2 separate regions of the Ovis aries genome follow, and region 2 is linked to region 1. Evidence: chromatin contacts called from public Hi-C data. All regions are on one chromosome and are shown on one strand. The core of a region is the stretch at or near the end of the contact, and the rest is flanking DNA. Distances in the headings are between cores, read along the strand shown. Region 1 holds the start of NCK1 (NCK adaptor protein 1). Region 2 holds the start of MSL2 (MSL complex subunit 2).

Evidence for each region. A called contact is a pair of places that touch in the nucleus more often than the background predicts.
Region 2: a Hi-C map of liver shows a contact between it and region 1, with 3 times the contacts expected there. The contact joins the promoter of MSL2 here to the promoter of NCK1 in region 1. A contact is called at or near these places in 2 of 16 Hi-C or Micro-C datasets (blood and liver).

What each region holds. Positions count from the first base shown.
Region 1 is chr1:252,944,618-252,951,509 of ARS-UI_Ramb_v3.0, reverse strand. NCK1 (NCK adaptor protein 1) reads left to right here and starts at 3,618. Exons shown (of 4, transcript NM_001166199.1): 1 at 3,618-3,707. LOC121817339 (a long non-coding RNA gene) reads right to left here and starts at 3,393. Exons shown (of 3, transcript XR_006057174.2): 1 at 2,798-3,393; 2 at 2,092-2,246.
Region 2 is chr1:253,696,858-253,703,366 of ARS-UI_Ramb_v3.0, reverse strand. MSL2 (MSL complex subunit 2) reads right to left here and starts at 1,377. Exons shown (of 2, transcript XM_004003317.5): 1 at 526-1,377. The coding sequence starts at 667.

The DNA.
Region 1 (6,892 bases), core at 2,369-4,868:
CTCTTGCTTACACTTTGTCATCTTTTGCTCTAGCAATATTCTGTTGTGTACTTCCTTTTTTAAAAAACTAAAAAAAAATTTTTATGGAGGCCCCTCTATGTAAAAAGCCCTTCTCTTCTTTGCCTACTTATTTACCTTGACTAGCCTGATCACACACACACCTCCCCTCGCATTGTGGCCTAATGTCTCCCTGTAGACATCTATTGCTGTATTTACTATACAAATAATAAGTATCAGTTTAAATTTCATTCTCTGACATTGGATGGAGCTCCTTTAAGACTGATTTTTAGTTCTCTGGTATGTATTGTAGTGCTTAACACAGATTGAACTCAATAAATTTTTGTTTAATTCCCATAAAAGAGTAATAATACTCAACCCAGAAAGTGAATTTAGTTACCAGGGTTCACTAATTTCTACACTTCACAGTCAAGCCTGTGATTAGTGACTTCTTACTGATTTAGTAGGTAGGATTTTGTTTTTGTTTGTTTTGTCCTATGTAGTCCTTACAGTGATATTAAACCAGATCATTCTCTCTAATCATTTCTAACTACAAGTCCTCAATAGTTTCCTGGGAAAGGTCTTGAGACACGGAGGCTCATTTTTCCTTTCCTTGTCTTCTCAAATTCTTTCCTCTGGGATGAATCAAGTGAACTACCTATATGTTCTTATCCTAGATTGATTAGCTACCTGTAGCTGAAACCCCATTCCTAGTCCATAGGTCATAAGTTTTGACCTAAATATTGTTGCCTGATTCTGGCTAGTCCACTCAGAACTAATTAGCAGGGTTGATTCCCATTTTTGGTTTGAGTTCTGCTAAAAGAGAGGAAGAAGAAGTCAAGCACATGTTTCTATTTGGAAGTTGGGGAGACAGTGTGAAAGGTCTCTGGGACAACACCCACCCCTTACAAACATGGGCTCCATACGTCTAAGTACACTATTGAGCAATTCCATACATGACTTCCTGTCTATCTACCCCAATGCTTTCCTCTCATTTCTGTCTCCTTATTTTTATTCTTCAATTCCTTCTCTTTCTCTTGTATTTTTTGAGTTTTTCTTTCTTTCTTTCTTTCTTTCTTTCTTGAGTTCCTGGTAAGAATAGGGTGATGAGGGAACATTTAAAGAAAAGTTAAAAGGAAAACATGTATTTACAGGAAACTAAAATCCTTTTATGAAAAAATTCTCTTCCTTCTTTTATTACTTAAACAGATGGCACACAGTAGTAGTTAAGAGATCTGGATCAAAATCTCACAGTCTGTTCAGATCATTGACCCATTCAAAATACATAATCCCTTACAAAATAAAATCTAAAATTAAACGACTTCAGCATATTTTTTTTCTGGGTTTATTTTCCCCATTTATGGAAGTGGTTTAAGCTGCCTGATAGCAAGGACTATTTTACCTGTTATGTTTGTATTCACATTCTCCTAATCCCATCACATGTTAAAAAGCTAAAGCTGAACTGAGCCAGGTGTAGCTAAGTTTGTTATGAGCCAGGTGTACCTAACAGTTTGTTGTGTGAAACTATTTTGGAGAAATAGTTTCAACCTCTGGACAATGGGTTTATACAGCTTCAAAAATGAATTAAATATCTCAATCCATAAACTTTATAAGATGTATCAACAAATAAAACTATTGTTAGACAGAGCTATAACAATAGTGTGGGCTGCTGTAACAAAATGCCATAGACTGGGTGGCTTAAACAACAATTAAACTTCTCACGGTTTTGGAGATTGGAAGTCCCACGTCCGGATGCCAGCATGGTTAGTTTCTGGTGAACACTCTCTTCCTGGTTTGCACACGGCTGCTTTCTCACTGTGTCTTTTAGTTGTGAGGACAGACAGCAAGACAGTGTCTACGTCTCTGCCGTCACTTCTTATAAAGGACACTAATTCTATAGGATTAGGGCCCCACTCTTATCACCTCAGTTAACCTAAATTATCTCTGAAAGGCCTTGTCTCCAAATACAGTCACACTGGGGGGTCAGAGCATCAACACAGGAATTTTGAGAGGGGACACAATTCAGTCCATAGCAGCCATGATAAAATATACAAAGGTATTTAGATCCTTAGAATAAATCCAAAATCCACTTACATTATTAACTTTAGATCCTAATTACAGGATACAGATGGAGTTGCTGCCCAGATTTTCCTGGTCCACTTGCCCTCTCAACTTGAGGCCAGGAAGGGGCCACAGGTGATTTATGCTTGACCGTGTGATCATATATATGGCAAGTGAACCATATTCCTCTATTAGGATACAAATGAATAATTCTGAAGTTAAATACAGAAAAGCATAAATGAATGAAATTGGGGATTGAAGCTGTACTAATGCCTTAAACAATACTTACTGATGATCTACCATGTGCTAGAATCTGCCTGCAAAGTGGGAGACTTGGGTTCGATCCCTGGGTCCAAGATCCCCTGGAGAAGGAAATGGTAACCCACCCCAGTATTCTTGCCTGGACAATTCCATGTGTTACAGTCCATGGGGTCGCAAAGCGTCAGACAGGACTAAGTGCCTAACACTACCATGTGCTAGGTACTGGGGAAAAACAGTACTGACTGACATGATTTCTGATTTGAAATCATGTAGGGGTAGGGAGGTCTCCCCAGGTGGTAAAGAATCCCCTTGCCAGTGCAGGAGACGCTGGTTGTATCCCTAGGAAATGGCAAAAAGCTCCAGGATTCTTGCCTGGCAAATTCCATGGAGAGAGGAACCTGGTGGGCTTCAGATCCATGGAGTCGCAAAAAGTCTGGCTCTTTCAGCAGCTGGATGGGGAAAACACCTGTGCACTTACCAGGCTTCCCTGGGCGGCAAACGCCTACGCAGAGCCACAGAGATGGCTGGGGAGGAAGAGGCAGGTGATGGGGTCTGAGGCTCCGGCGTGGGGAGAACCAACTTACTGATGGCAGGTGTCTGGGGCTGGGCAGCTAAGAAAGAACAGACCTGTCACCGAAAGTCACTGTCCTCACAGCAAGGCTACGGCAACCAAGAATGGAAGCTATCCACGCACCAGGGCGCTTCGAAGGCCCTCAGACTCAGCTTATTTTGGTTTGCGGTTCAAGTTAAGGACACGTCTTACATTTTTCTCTCAGGACTCTACGTTCAGGCCTTTTTGTTTGCTTCTCATTTTCGCTCCCGTCCCTAAGAACTTTCCGCTGGTAAGACCTTCTTCAGGTGCAGAAACCAGAAGGAAGCTCCCAGAGCAGTCGGGGCTTAACTCGGAAAGCAGTCAGTTCTGTTGTGGAATCTCCTGTGGCGCTGAGGAGGAAGGCCCCAGAATAATCAGCCAGAGACACAGAAGCAACAAAACCCAGAAACTGGCAGGGCGCTTCTGTCTCTCTCACTCCCTCTCCACCGAGCAGCCTCAGCTCCACACCTAGCACAGCAATTGATTGACAGGAGGGCTCGCCCAATCCCAGAGCGGCGAAGACCGCCCTCGCGTCAGTGATAGGAGGGAAGGGGAAGACTGAACCTATCAGATTGGGCAGGGAGGGGGGGTTTCCTGTCTGCGCGGGTCCGCCCAGGGCCTCGCGACCGGTCGGCGCTGCAGCCCCGCCCTCCCGCCGCGCACGCCCCGCCTCTCTCCCCAGAGCTACGCGGCGGCAGAGCGGAGGCCTCGTGCCGTAACGGCCATCGCGGCGGCCGTGGCGGCGTCCCTGCCCTCCTCAAGTGAGCTGGCGCCGCCCGGGCTTGGCAGAGGGGAGGTGAGACGGTCCTGCCGGCAGGCAGACGCACAGACAGCCTTTTTCTCGTCTGGGGAATCTACATAGCCCGTTACTTGCCGCGGAGCTTCCTCTTCCCTGCTGAAGTTAGCTCCCGGGGCGCCGTCTGCCGGCTCGGAGCGAAGCCGGAGGGGGCGGGGAGGCCGCTTGGTCGGGCCTGGGCTTTTTGCCTCGCGGCTTCGCGCGACCCTCCGGCCACTGCCCTGGGAGGCGCAGCCCTACGACCTTCCTGTCCCTCCCTGGAGCGTCGGGTCCGGGTGAGCGCTGCGGCCGGCCGTCCCTGGAGGCTGAGAGGTCGAGTGTGTGGCGTGCACCCTCCTCCTTTTCTTTACCTCTCAAAGTCCTGACGGCTTTGTGGCGCATTCCGAGGCCGCGGTGGTGGTGGAGAGGGGCGCTTACCTCTAGGAGTGGGAGGGAGCCGTTCAGGGTGCGGAGGATGGACATCCTCGGGATGCGCCTCCCGCCCCTCCCCCCACCCAGCCCCCTGCAGTTTCCCTTGTTGGGAAATCTGGGTTATTATAATATCATGGATTCGTACGTGAGTTACTTGGGCTGTAAGCTTTTGACTTGAGTTGTAATATATCCGGGGGGAAAAATGTATCTTGGTAGTTGGTTTTGTAACCTTTCCTGTGTGTGTCCATAAAAGTTTGCTATTAGAAGCTCGGGAAGCTGAATTTTGTGCCGGACTGAGAACCCTTACTTTACAGACGCCCAGTTTAGTGTCACACTAATGAACTAGTCACTTAAAAATAATTCTGCCCGTTAACTTTGGCAAGAAACCAGGGGAGTTAGGAAAGGATGAGTTGAAGAAATTTCTATCCCCATCTTGGGTGGTGAGCAAAAAAAAGCTCACTGTTCAGTCAGGACAAGTAAATGTTGCAAGAGGTATTCATTTTTAAAAATCTTACTTTGGTAGATGTAAGAAAGACCAACCATACAGTTTATTAAGCAGATGGAAAGTGCTGTGTCTCAACCCTCAGGGAGTTTACAGAGTAAATGGGGAATTATCCAAGAAGAAGGTTCTGTTTGGTAATTGTCAGTAATATTCAGTTCTTAAATAGATATCCCTCATAGTTTGATAGAAACTCGAGATCTGTGCTTTGGTTGATTAATAGTTTTATTTCATTTTTATTGCAAACTTTACGATTTTCTTCTTTGGAAAATTCTGAACAGTTTGCAGAATGTTCAGGATTTCTCAGCTGTGCTTGTTCATATATTAAATTTTAAACTTGTTTGTTCTGTTTTTCTAAATATTTAGTCTAGATTTTACTAGTGCTTTCAGGTCCTTGAAAATAAAACATGAAACATAACAGGGTACGTTTTGTTAGATATTGAGATATGTTTTAGGCCACTGGATTTTTTGCACCTTTGAGAACTTCCCTGCCAAAACTCAAGGTAGATTTGATGCAAATGTTATAAATCACTTGTCAGGAAGACTTAATAAATCCATATCCTGTCTATTTTATTCTTTTATAGTTTAACAATTTTTACAATTTATTTACCTTTGTAATATGGAAAAATACCAGATATTTTTCTGCCTACACCAGAAGACTAAATGATTTTCTTATTTCGTCAATAAGTAGAATTGGAGGAAACTATTGAAATCACTAAGCATTTAACAAATTCTCTGTTAATACTTTGCTGTGGTGTTTTAGGAAGACAATTGACAGGGCCAAAAATGACATTTAAAGATTATTTAATAAGGCAACAATTCTGTCTGGATGTTCCTCACTTTATTTGAAAGATAGAATTTATAGTCTTCCTTCAAAACTGATTCCATATGCTGACTTTGTTTTGGTGATATTTATCATGCCTTAAACTACCCAGGCATAAGCCCTGGTTTTATCTTAAGACTTCCTCTCACCACATAACATTGCCCAATTTTTGTCAGCCATTTTCTGAAATTTCTTTCAGATATCTGTTCTAACCACTCGTTTTCTTTTTTCCCCCCAGTAGCTTTTAACCGGATTTTCTGCCTCTTTTCTCCCTTAGTATGTTCTGGCTTCTGCCTTGTTCTAAAATAGTGCTTCCACCACCCTCACTGTTAAACCAGCATTAGTTCCCTGTTATTTCGAGTATAGTTCAGAATTCCCAGCCTTCTAACAGTCTGCTCAAAACCTGTTTTTTTCTAATGATAACAGTAATTCTCTATAGGAGCTGTCCATCCTAACACAAACCAATCTCTTGTTCTCATCTAGATTGTGTATTTTCCTGCCTTCATGTCTGTTGACACTTTGCCTGTTTATTGCTAGTATTTTTTAAAAGAAATTTTCCTCCTTAAATTAAGTGGCAAGTAAAGTCAGATTTTGTTAACATTTCACATTTGGTCCTTCTGCACAGCCTTCTAGATCTTTCGGTTTCTGTGTTGTTGCTTTCCTTTGAACCCACAGCCCTTACTGTTTTATCATTTCTTTGGTTTTTAATATGTGGACTTGTATTATAATACTACAGAACAATATTGTGGGAATGTTGAATCCATCCTTCCATTTTATACATAGGGAAAATGTAATCCATACAGACTAAGTTCACTGAAATTCACCTAGTGACCCTGGCAGAGCTGACTTACATATACCTTAATTTCCTACTTGATTTCCTAACTCAAGTTCTGTGTATTAAAATTTATGTGTGTATTCTTATGAAGCTATACTTCTTTTCATCTCTTGCAGTGTCATTTTGTATTGTTTGCTTCACATTACTTTGCGTTTTGTGTATTGGTTAGATTCAGAACTTCTGTATGAGGGGAGGGGAACATTTATGACCTGAATTGTTTGAATCCTTGAAACAGTGATTTAAAGTCTACAGGAAGTCTTTCTCTAGCTTGTTGGGTATATTAACAGCATTAACTAAAATAATATTGGCGTGTCCACTGTTGAGTCCTATGACCCATTAAAAATGAATCTCTTACAAGTTTTACTGTTGGATTTTAGTTTGAATTTCTTGAAAAAGAGAAACTCTTTGGGAGCCTTGAAAGTAAATGTGAACGATGTATTACTTGTAAGGCATCTGAGTTTATTGATCTAACTAAATGCTCTTTTTGATAGAACAGGAACACTTTTCGCTAATTTTTTCGTTTTGTTCTGTCAAGAACCAGATTGTTGAGCAATTTGTTTATTGAGCAGAACATTCTGAAAATCATTTGTTCCACTTGGAAAGTTGGAGAGCTTTTG
Region 2 (6,509 bases), core at 128-2,627, 750 kb before region 1:
CTTACCGTCAAGCTGTCAAAGCATTAGAAGAACCTGGGGGGAAAGTTCCACACCGAGTTCACCCGCTATACCATCGTCCACACCTAACACGTTTGGAGAAATGCAAACACGCCACATGTACAAGTTTAAACCAGGTTTAACCAAGGTAGGTGTTTTGTCAGTTCTGTTATCGAAAGCGTAAAAAAAAAATTTATTTTAAGGCAGCAGCATGCATGATTTCCCCTTTTTCAGGGGGAAAAAAAAAAAAAACAGAAACCCACCACCAGAAATGGTACAGAAATGACTTAAGGCGAATTAAACAGTTTTGAACATTGAGGCCGCCGTACAGGGCGGTTTAGAAGGTTCTGTCCCAAATGCCAGGCAAAAGTCCTCTGGCGAGTTTCAAAACTAAAGACCTTGCACTCCGGCACAAATAACAAAAGCTTAATACAAACTACCCGGCCGTCAAACCGTTCCTGTTACCATCGCCCAGAGGTTTTTTTTTTTTAACCAACATTGAAAAGGGAACAATAAAAAGCGTCTCACCGCAAACGCAGCACGAGAGGGACTGTCGGAAGTAAGGCAAGAGCCTGTTAATCTCTGTAAACGCCTTGGGGTCTCCGGGGTCGTAGTTGAGCACTAGGCGGCTCGCGGAAATGTAGAGAGCAGTAGCATTCACCGGGTTCATTGCAGACGCTTCGACACCGTTGGCTCCCGGGTGAAGAGAAATTCCGGATCCAACTTTGTAAGCAGCCAGGGAACAACGGCGAGTTTGTAACAATTCGGAGGAAATCGGGGCAAAACCTCTGGCCAAACCAGTAACCAAAATCCGTACAAGTTTGTGGAGCTGAAGCAATCCTCCCACACATGGGGCCCTGGCGCCCCTCCTCCGTCCCTGAGACTTGCAGACCGAGTAGGGAAAAAAAAAAAAAAGCGAGGGAGAAACCAGCGTTCGAGTTCGTCCCGGGCGGCCGCGGGGCGCAGAACGCGGCGGAGGCGGCGCTCAGTCTAGCCCCACGGCTCGGCGGGCGGCCTGCGCTCGAGCTGCATCCCTGGACGCGGAGGCACCTCCTGTGGTCGAGCTGGCGGGCGCGGCGGCAGGCCCCGGCCCGGTCCGAGGGGCGGGCACGCTTCTCACGGGTTGCGGGGCCCTTACTCCATCACAGCGCCCGGCGCGGAGGCAGCGGCGACGGCAAGGACGGCAGCGCGGGCGTCGGCTTCCTGGATCTAGTGCACCGAGCCGCGGCGGCGGCGAACGCTGCTGCTGCGGCTGGCGGAGACCGCCGCCGCTCTCTCCATATCGGACGCGGGGCCCGGACTGAGCCTGACTCTCCGCCCCGGCGGTTAGAGCCCGGCTGTTCCCTGAGGTGGCGAAGCGGCCAGGGGAGGCCCCCGCCCGAGAGGGGAGGGCCGGGGAGGAAGTGCGCGGGCCGGCGGCGGCGGGAGGGGGCGGGGAGCAGGCCCGGCCGGGCCGCGGCGGCGCCCCTCGCTCCTCAGTCGCTCACTCCGAGGTCACCAGGCGCAAGCGCCGCCCCCTCACTGCCCGGCCATCTTCTCCGCGCCACACACACGGACGCCTCCTCCGCCAAGCACCACGGCCGCCACCGCCCACGACGCCCGGCCGGCCGCGGCTGAGGCGAGCGCTCACACCGACAGGCCCCGCCGCCGCCCAGCGCACACAGCAAGGCCCCGCCGCAGGCCCCTCCCCCCGTGCCTCGCCGCCCTCACCCCGACTCCACGCGCCACTCGAGCTCGGTAGGGCCCGGGCTGCTGCGGCCTTAATGGATCCCGCGGGCTGTGCGGCGCCTCAGGCCCTGACGGCGACGACGACCGTTACCCCAACGGGCAAAGCCACTGTCATCCCCGAGACTCCCCCGCCGCCGTCGTCGCTAGTGCTCGCACGCATGCGCAGACCACATTCTCACCCCTCCCCCCGCCCTTTCCTTTCCCTTCGCTTCCCTTTTCCCCTGCTTCTCCTCTCAGAGCCCCCTCCACACCCTCCCAGAGCTACCGGCTCGCTGGGCGCATGCGCACTCCACTACCCAGCCCCGCCGCCTTTCGCCCTGACGCGTGCGCTTTGAGCGCCCACCCAGAAAACCGGATAAACACATCAGCCCGCTCACACCAGCCCCTCCCCGCTGCCAACCCACCCTGAGCTCACTGCGCATGCCTGACTCCCCACTTTACTGCTCTCTGTACAGAGCGTGCTCCTGGTGAACCGCCTGCGCTCCCCGCCCCTCCCCCAGGCGCTCTCAAATTCCCTCTTAGGCGTGTGGGCTGTGGTGAAACATTCGTTAGTTGACCCATCCTTCCCCAGTGTGGGCTGTAGGCTTCCCGCACTACACGGCTTCCTCGGTGTCCGCCAACGCGGAGCCCCGACTGGGTCGCGCCATGTGACGCTCCGCCCTGGCCCCATGCGGCCTCTCCTCGCCCGGGCTGACCGCGAGGTGAGGAGAAAGCGCCGCACCGCCCCAAACCCCGCCCTCGCGGCCTTTCTCCAGGAACCGAGCTTCCAGACGGCCAAAAGGGCGCTGCCGCCGCTCGCCTGCACCCGCCCGGCTCAGAAGGGAGGTGGCAAGCGACGTGGCTGCGCGCCCAGCGGGCGTTCGGGCGGCGTGGGCTCTTTTGGGGCCGCGGCCCGCGTCGACGGCACCCTGAGGCCTCTAAGGCCGGATCAGGCCGTCTGAAGCGGTGGTGTCCGCACCCACCTCCTTCTCTGCCCGTCAGAGCGGGCTCTTTCTCTAGTGCTTGGAGGACGACGGACGTGAGCAGCCCAGCCTTCCAGGGCACCGAGCTCTCCACAGGAATCCAATTAAACAACAAAACGAATCTCTTTTTCTTTAAACAGACCTCGCTCTCTGTATGAACAGATAAGAACCCATGGTCCTGCTTTAGAACCCAAATCCTTGAAAGTATTACCTGTTTTTTAAAGAAAGTTTTGACCTGTTTTTGCAGGAGACCAAGGTCACGGAGGTAAAAACAAAACCCTAATTTAACGTCTGACTCCCCTCCCCTCCAAAAGAACAAACCGTCTTTAAAAATAGAAACAGCGTAGGAATCATTATCTCTGGATACACCAAAGCTCTTCAACATAACTTTTTGCGCTTAGTAAATGCTCTAAACATGTCTGCAAACGAAGATTTATGACGTATGTAAATCTTTTCTGACAAAAACATTTTTGTTTGAAGCTTGCCACTTGGAGTAGAAATGAAGAGTTAAGATATCAAGAGAACCCATATAACCTCTGATAAATTCTATTACCATTTGAGGACAGGTACATTTTCTTTGGAAGCACTAGCATACTATTAGTACGAAGTGTTAAAAATAATCTATTTTCCTAATTTTGTGAAACAAAGCTGTGCAAAATGTATTTGGTCTGACAAATAGTTTATAAAATTCATTCTCTTTTAAAAGTCTGGTCTTCCTTTTGTCTTAAATAAGAAATCTTTTCTAAGCTCACCTTCAAATGAAAGTGTTTTAATATACAGTTCTATTTTTATTCCAGACTCAAGTTCTTCTACAACACACAGGTTGTCCTTCCCCAGAGGACCAACACGGAGAGTGAAATAATCAGCACTGTTTGCATTCAGACAGTACAAGTTAGCGGTGACCCTAGACAAGTGATTACTTGCAAGGCCTTAACCTTGCTGATTTTCGCAAGGATTTTTAAACGGATTTTTAAAAATCTCTTGAGATGTGCACATCAGATTAAGAATAATTCTATTAATGGTTCATGTGTGAGTGTGTGTGAAAGAGAAAGAAGAGGCAGTTCTTTTTTAGCTTTTGAATTGGTTGCAAATGCTGATAGGCTATGGCAAAGCATCTCTACACTGAAATAACCTTGTATAATAACTATTTACTTGTTTGAAGTTTGCCTGAAAAGAAAACAAATGAACTGTTTATATTAAAAGAAGTGCCTGGATCAAATATTTAGGAGAATTCATATTTAACTTAAATTTTAAACTATCAAGGTAATTTTTTTCATATTTTGTGTTTAATTATTATTTGGAAGTAAAACTGTTAGGGTTGCCAGATCTGACAAAAATATAAAATGCCAGTTTTAAAAATTACTTAACTTTTTATTTGAAAAGTTTTGAATTTACAGAATTATTGCACAGACAGTACAGATAGTTCTCCTATATTCTACATCCGGTTTCCTCTGTTAGTAACAGTATTATACATTTGTCACAATCAATGAACCAATAGTAATACATTATTATTAAGTAAAATCCATATTTTATTCCTATTTCTTCAGTTTTTCCCTAATGTTCCTTTCTTGATCTGGGATGCCATCAAGGATAGCACGTCACATTTAGTCATGGCTCCTTAGACTCTTGGCACTTAAATTTTCATTTCAGACAAACAACAAATACTTGTTTCCTTCTTCTTATCGTTTTCCTATCCATTTTGAATTAAAGCTCCCCTTTTCTATGTTCCAAGATTTCCAAGGGCTTACCTCTTTGACTGCATTTCTCACACTAAGTGGCAGTTGTTGGTTTAGTCCTATTTTCTCCCTATTATGCTAGAACCATTTGAAGAGCAGTTTTCCGGCTCTTCTCTCTCTGCCTTTATCATCATTGCCAAGCACGGGGTTTGACATATAATAGCTACTCAGTAATTGTTAAAATAATGATGAATTACTAGAAATGTGATAATGTAAGTAAACACCCCAGTACAGTGTGTGGTGAATAATAGGCATGGACAAATGTTTGCTTCTCCTTGGAGAAAAACATAAAATGTCTTATAATTTTAAAGATAGTTCTTACTTCAGCTCGATCAATGTCACTTCTCAGATCTTTAGTAAAGCCAGAGTGTGGATTGATTTGAAACACTAGGAATAAACAAGTATTTATTGATAGTCATCTAGCACTTTGAGGACAATAAAATTAATGCAGAAGGAGTTGTAGTTATCCTTTCAGTGAACAAAGATCAAGCTGGCAATAAGTCAAAGGGATTTTCTGAGGGGTTAAGCCCTTTACAAAATTATGAAAGTTTTTGCCTTCTCTCCTCTTCCTATTTCACCCTCTTCCCTCTGCCTTCTCCTTCCAAAACCAAAATCTATTTGGAGATGATATTCCCTCTCTCACCTTCCCAGGATGCATTCTCCCTAACTGTCTAGTATCTCTGCTCCAGTACCTTCTCTCCTGTAACCATCGGCTGTCTATGTCCCCCTCCCCAACCCAAATTTATATATTTTTTTATAATTTTATTTATTTTTATTTTTGGTTGCTCTGGGTCTTTGCTGCATGCGGGGCCTTCTCTAGTTGTGGCAAGCGGGGGCTACTCTTCATTGCCGTGCACAGGCTTCTCATTGGGGTGTCTTCTCTTGTTGTGAAACCCAGGTTCTAGGCACATGAGCTTCAATAGTTGGAGCACAGTAGTTGTGGCTCAGGGCTTAGTTGCCCTGAAGCACGTGAAATCTTCCTGGACCAGGAATCAAACCCGTGTCCCCTGCCATTGGCAGGCAGATTCTTATCCACTGCACTACCAGAGAAGTTCCCAACTCAAATTAATATAAATAAATCTTAACCTATGGTGTGATAGTATTAGAAGGTAGGGCTTTGGGAGATAATTAGGTCATGAGGATAGAGCCCTTATGAATGGGATTAGTGCCCTTATGAAAAGAACCCCAAAGAACTCTCTCATTCTGTCATGTGAGAATACAACAAGGACATAAGTCATCTTCAACCCAAAAGAGGGCCCTTGCCAGGTGATCATGCTGGCACCTTGATCTCACACTTTCAACATCCAGAATTGTAGAAATAAATATTGTCTAACCCACTAAGTTTCAGTTTATGGTTTTGTGTGATAGCAGCCTAGGCTCACTGAAAAATCATCCCTACCAAATTTTAACAAGTGCTTCATCTACTGTTGTGGAAAGAAATCAATCCAATTAACCTCCATCTATGGAAAGTGATAATAGCTTAATATAACTCACAAGAAGTCTTTGAAGATTGGCCAGAGCAAATATCACTTTATGAGGAACAGTAACCCAGATGAACTTAAGCCCAGAGCTTAATCAAAACCAATCCTGCTCTTTCCATCCACTCCTTTGTGTTACTAAACTTCATCTTCCATCTGCTCCTCTTTAGCTGTGGTCATACCTATCTCCTCCTCAAAAGTAGCCCCTCAGTGAGACTTCCCTAGTGGTCCAGTGGCTAAGAATGCACGCTCCCAATGCAGGGAGTCTAGGGTTCAGTCACTGGTCAGGAAACTAGATCCCACGTGCCACAACCAAAGATCCTGAGTGGTGCAGCTGAAGACCCAGCATGACCAAATAAATAAATATTTATTAAAAAAAGTAGCCCTTCAAAAGACACATATCCCTTTGCATATCAAATTCTGTTATTTTTCAATGAAAATTTTTCCAAATCAATACATATACCCATTCACTTCATCCAAAACATTTATTTAGCAACTCCAGCACCTATTTATATCTCAAATATTAAAATTGCCTTCAGTTTCTTCATCTCTAACTCTAGCCTAAGCAAAGCAGCTGCTTTATTGGTCATCTCCGACTAGCACAGTGC